Regions from separate parts of the Gasterosteus aculeatus genome. Here region 1 is linked to region 2. A link is a contact called in public Hi-C data. All regions are on one chromosome and are shown on one strand. The core of a region is the stretch at or near the end of the contact, and the rest is flanking DNA. Distances in the headings are between cores, read along the strand shown.

Region 1 (3,207 bases), core at 549-3,048, 33 kb after region 2:
AATACAAAAATAATTCTGTTCAGTGCAGCTACAACACATTTTGTACTTCCGGCACCCTAAAAAGCAATCACCTCCGAACAGACAGGAAGGAAACGTAGCTACTGTAGGATGATGGGCCTGTGGCCGGCATGAAGCATCACCTGGTTGGAGAAAAAGCTCTAATTAACACCACGTAGGAGAGAATGAATGGAGGAGTATGTTCACAGTTGATCAACATCTTCTGTGATTTGTGGAGATGATCTTTTTAATAAATGGGTGTTGGAAGGTAGAGACGATTTTGTCTGTGATGTTCTTGTTCTGTGAGTTCTCGAAAATAAACCAAGATATCCAGAGCCAAAATGATATTAGATTTGGGAAGCGTGCATTGGCAGATACAGTGTCCTCGCCCCCCCCACCCACCCTCCCTTGTCATCATCTTGAAAAATAATTCATGCATAGATCCCCACTGAGAAAAACCCTTATATACTTTCTCCTTTGTACACATTTATATATAACTATATATATAATATCATTTCTCTATATCTATATTTTCAGCAAAAGATCTTTCCACAAAAGACAACAACTAAACAAATGCTTGAACAGAAAAACATGAAAGAAAGAAAAAGGAACACAATCGAGGGCCAGTTTGGCACTTTGTCATGAGAACACACATCATCTGTTAATTGACAGTAAATAGGAATACTCAAGGATTTTCTTTTGTTTTTTCTCCCTCGATGAAAAGCAAACACAGTAGTACATACTTGGCACCAAGAATGCTGGTAGAATGACAGTATCAGATATCGACGTTTTCCTAGCTAAATGATTACTAGTGGCCCCCTCCTACGGCTCGGTACCATGTGAGTTCCTGGAGCAAAGGAGCGCAGGGGAGAGGGAAAGAATCCCATGAATGAGAGGAACAAAGCAGGGATAAGACAAAGATGTAGAAAAGAGATCGCTAAATGCACGTAGCACGCCAGGGAGAGAAAAGAAGAAGAGGAAGAAAACCTTGAGGGCCAAAAGTCATTTGTCTCTTAGCGTAGTGTCAGGGGGCTTTAGTCTGGAAACGGCATACCTTAGAAAACCGTATCTTTGAACAATCTAAATCGCCCCTGAACGGATCATCTGCTGCCATGCAGTTCAGTTGCTTCTCCACACGACACCGGTGGAGCTGCTGAGTTTGACAGCACACAATGGAGGAGGTGTGTTGTTTGTGGAGAAAGTGAATACGAGAAGAGAACAAGGACCCACATCCAGGGGCCTCCCTTCTAGATCCCCAGCAGAGCCACTCTCCCCAGTCCAAAGGTGGCGCTGTGTCGTGCTAGTTCCTACTATACCCTGGTGGTGGAGTGGGGATGGGGCAGGGTGTTGTTGTGGCCGGTGGAGGGGAAGGTGTTGAAGGCATGAAGTGGCTGCATGCTGGTGATGGTACTGGGGATCATGGTGATGGTGTTGGGTGTCATTAGCGGCACGTCGTCGGGGGCCCGGCGCAGTGCCAGCGTGTAGTCGGGCGGGCAGGCGGGCCGTAGGATGTCGTGGGGCCGGAGGGGCTCCATGTCGTGGTGAGCGTCGTGCTCCGAGTGCTTCATCTGCAGGGACATGATCTCCTCCTCTTGGCTGTGAGCCAGGTCGTTGGCCGTCCCGCCGCGTTGAGGAGACAGCCGGTGGCGCCGCATCTCGTGCCGCTTGTCACGCTTGTAGTAAAGGGCAGCGAATGCCAGGATGTTGAGGAAGAGGAGCGACGCCCCCACGGCGACTGTCACGCTCAGCTCCGTGGAGTAATCCCGGGTGTCTCCGGGGAAGATTTCCGGTCGCGGACGCTCCGAACCGTCGAGGTCCGGATCAGAGGCGAAGGTGGGGTAAGGATGACGGGTTGGGCCGCGGCCCGATCTGGGGGTGACGTGGCCCGGGCCTGCTGGAGAGCGGGTCGTAGTGGGGAAGAGCTCCTCATGTAGACTATGGAGGTGGGGGACTAATTCCAGCCAAAAGGCCACCTTGTTAGCTCTGTAGTTGTCTCTGACGCGGGGTTTTAATCCAATGTGCAGGTACTGCTTGTCCTTCGAGTTGAACTTGGTCCAGATAACCTCTTCAAAGCGGTTGGGTTTGGTGTGAATGAACTTGGTGTCCTGAGGGACTGGCAGGTTGGGGTCCCTATTGTAGGACAGAGGGGACATCTCAGTCAAAGTTTTAATTGTCTGGCTAAACGGCGTCGCTATCTAAACATTAATTACATCTGTGTAGTTATGAACTTCTTTGGTTCACAAGATCAGAACAACCCTACTATTACTACTACTATCTAAGGCACTAGACCAGGAGTGGCCACACTTTCCCAGCTCTCAAGTTACTTTTCAACTGACCAAGTCATCCGGAAGTTGACCGAAACGGACGCTAGCTGCAGTCAGTTACATCGGAGAAAGCAAGACAGCAGCTCAAGACGCTTTTGCATCAGAAGTCAAAAACAGAGGCGCGACATACAGCAGAGAACTGTGCAGAGGAATCCTTCCACGTGTCAAACAGAAGGGCGGTGAGTGGCAAACATACTACTTAAAGCACCGCTATGCTAAGCTAGCTGCTAGGCTAAACTAGCTGGAAGAGTTGCTAGTTCAACATGTTCCACCTGGTGGAATTCTGCCTCCAAATGATCTCATGTGACTAGTTTTGTGTTTAAAATAACATAAACAGTTTATAAAACATATATTTAAGACACTGTTGTTTAAGTGATTACTCATTACTTGTAAGATTTAGTATATGGAAGAATAACAAACATTCATTAAAATCAACATTGTAACAACAAAATGAATTTATCGCCAATATCAAGTTAATGGATTTCAAAATGTGTTTATTATTATTTTTTTAATCATTAATTAATAATCTATTGACAAGCCTCGTCACAACCATTCCGGACAGTCTTGGTCATCACCTTACTCGATGAGTTGCACTGACTTGAATCAGCCAGGGTTGCTTTTGAATGAAATTAAATCTGTTAGTTCACAGGGATTGCTAGTTAGCATTAGCATTAGTTGTCCGTCGCCGCATGCGTGAGGTTATTTATTTTATTAATGGTAGGTGATCTACTGGCACTGCCTTTGACCTATCGGGCATTATTTAGTTTATCCCTGAGCCACACCACAGCTAAAACCAAACGTATCATGTCGTCGTGACAGGCGGCTTACCCAGTCTTGGCGAAGTTGGTCCAGTAAGTCATGACAACGGCGCTCAACATCACATCAT
Region 2 (2,951 bases), core at 92-2,591:
AACAACAACAACAACAAAATGCAGCTGTAACTCATCTAATCGAGCCAGACAAATTTGGCTGAACGGTTAACTCATAAATTTCACCTTTATTGAAATGTTGTAAACTGATCTTTTTCCCAACACTTGCTTATATGTTTATGACTGCAGGAGTAATAGACAAAATAACAACCCGAAACGTTAATTATCTCCAAATAGGACTAATTAATGTTACTAAACAGGTAACAGGACCAGTAAATAAACGGAATCATACTAAAGTTACTACACTGCTAATGGAAATAATTCACGTTCCATGTCAATACGACTAGGAGAATATAACATAACAACTATTGCAATAGAAACAGATGATACAGATATCCCATTTAACTGTCAGAGTGAATATAACCCATCTGTTGAGACGCAATGTTTGACATTTGGTCACAAAACTTGAGGAACTAAAATCAACGTTTAAATGACAGAAAAACACGCTGTGTTATGGAGCAGCGCGCATAACCGATGCTACCACAGTGTGGTAACCGCACGCACACGTTACAGCAAGCTAACGCTACCGAGCCCGGGAGCGCTGGGGCAGCTAACGTTAAGCTAAGCTAGCAGTACAGCCATGTGATGAGCACGCTTACCTTCAGAAGATGATTTCAAGTCAAGAAACACGCCTTACATCATCGATATAAACCGAAGACGCGTTACACGCATTTGTGAAACAGTAGCATTGGCTTTAGCCAACTACTGCTAGCTGTTTATTTTCCGTGCCCCCCGGAAGTGAATTACCTCTGCCACTCTCCTTAAACGGAAGTGACACACTTCAGGCAGCCTGTCCGTGAGCACGTCGCTAACGTCTCTCGATAGATAATTATGATCTGATAATCAATCATTAACGTTAAGTTTTTCGATTTGAAAAATCCCATTAAACCGTTCTATTTTCGCAAAAGGTGGGATTTATCCGTGTTTATTCTGCCAAAATGAAACACTCAACAGTCACTTCAATAAGTACACTTTGTTGGTTAAAGGTTGGCTGATTAGCAATTTGTGTTAACAAGCAATTGAACAGGTACAGGTACAGGTGTACCTAATAAAGTGGCTGGTGAGTGTGTGTGTATATATGACATCATCATTTAATAGTTGAATCCAGACATATGCATTCAACACAGTTCTCAAACCATTTATAGACCACTGACAAACAGTTGTCAGAAAATGTCGATCAAGATACTATATGGAGAAGTTTGAAGTTGACAAATGTTTAGAACTCCATATGTCTTCAAAATGTTCTTATTATTTTCATATTTTTCATTAATTTGATTAAGAAATCTCTCACTTGTACGGATTCCTCAATTCTCTTAATGTAAGTGGTCACGCTTCATGTGCTTAAATCTCCACACGGAGCAATTCCATGAAAAAAACATGAAATTTCAATGGAGGGAAAACAATTAAATGCCATCGTTGATAACAAGTTAGTATATTGGATTAGGCAATGTCTACCGCATGTGAATATGATGCTCCAAGTAAAAATGTATTGTTCTTGTTCTTGTTCTCTCTAGGGCCTACAGTGGCCAAGAGGGGAAATCCCTGCCTCACAAGAAAAATCAGGGAAGGAAAATTATACAATAACAGTGGCTGCTGGTGGAACATTTTCTAGTTAGGGCCATCCAATCTATTTCAATTTGAGGATTGCTAAATTGTATGGCTTTTTAAGTGTAACGTGAAAATGTTATTTAAGCCTGACTGTGCTGCACGAGGAGAAGATGTTTAAACATCGTGATTTTCATGGACTCGAAATTAATTTCCTAACGAGGTGTAAATTGTGCAGCACAGCAGAGAGAACTACTTAATGGATGAAACAGTGTGAAGTGCTGCTTGAGTTTCATAACCCAGTTTACGGTTCCGAGAAACCACGTGATCAAGAAACCCTACAACGAAAGTGAAACTTTTCTCCCCAGCAGGAGGACATAAGGAGAGGTCTGCAGGGGAACCGCACCCGCGGCGCGCCTCGTACAGGACAAACACAACTCAAAGCTGCACGGAGAAAGGTCGCTGCATGGCCAGGGGGGGACACCCGTTCTCCGGGAGGTGGGTCTCTTGATGCTACTGTTTTGTTCGTTACTTTGCAGTTATGTGACGATTGAGAATATCTTTATAACAAGTCGAGGAAACCAAAATGGAGATCGCTGTAAACTCCCTCGAACTTGACAGTCACCTCAATCTGGTGCAGACTTCGTCATTTACGAAACCTTTTGGGGTTTATTTTGTTGACCAATCGCCCTGAATCGTTTGACTTCATTGCGGATACTAAATATTTCACCGATAAAATGTTAGACTCTTCCTTTGACTCAGCACAGAATTTGTGCGCAGTTAATCTAAATCACTCTTTTGGGTTTACAGTCATGTATTTACCAAAGTTTCATATTTTCACGCCATAAACTGATGATTAAAGACCGATTAGTACACGTTTGTTTTGTATGATGACGTATGGGAATCTCAACATCTATCATTACTGTATAAAAATGAATTTAAATTGATATTGGAACACACAAAAAACATTTCCCCTCTACACTTACAACGCACCGTTTTTTAAATGATTTGCAATGTGAAACTAATTGAATTTAAACCTGAAAAATTCTGATTTTGATAAACTCCATGTTTAAGGAAGTGGCTTCCCCCAGCAGAGTAGAGGGAGTGTTCTGCTGTGATATATTTGCTCATGACCCGGTACGGGACAAAACACCTTCCAAGGTTGCATGGGGAAGAAACAATTTGACCAAGAAACCATACATGTTTGCAAATGGCAAAATGTTCTAGTTTTTTTATGACATTATGATTCATGTTGCTTATGTTTGTTAAGTACTGTGCAATATGAAAACGATAAGCGCTGCAGGAAGAGGTTAGGAAGGGGCTCAAGAGCATGTTAAAGTTTAACTTTACAGTTGACTCTTTGAACTCTTTGAATAACCTTTAGCTCT

What was found. Hi-C and Micro-C count contacts between places; a contact is called where the count stands out from the background.
Region 1: a Hi-C map of liver shows a contact between it and region 2, with 5 times the contacts expected there. The contact joins the enhancer-like site here to the promoter of LOC120821320 in region 2. A contact is called at or near these places in 6 of 6 Hi-C or Micro-C datasets (blood and trunk muscle, liver, skeletal muscle and 2 more).

The regions. Positions count from the first base shown.
Region 1 is chr7:9,840,988-9,844,194 of fGasAcu3.hap1.1, forward strand. It overlaps nlgn2a (neuroligin 2a), which reads right to left. Exons shown (of 7, transcript NM_001267665.1): 6 at 3,150-3,207; 7 at 1,308-2,127. The coding sequence ends at 1,308. Among protein-coding and RNA genes, the nearest start is that of LOC120821320, 33 kb to the left of the region's middle. Within about 2 kb of position 1,799, at least 2 of the 9 cell types and tissues checked have open chromatin away from gene starts, as enhancers often do.
Region 2 is chr7:9,808,512-9,811,462 of fGasAcu3.hap1.1, forward strand. It overlaps LOC120821320 (up-regulator of cell proliferation), which reads left to right and starts at 1,342. Exons shown (of 4, transcript XM_040179735.2): 1 at 1,342-2,061. It overlaps pop7 (POP7 homolog, ribonuclease P/MRP subunit), which reads right to left and starts at 942. Exons shown (of 2, transcript XM_040179741.2): 1 at 618-942.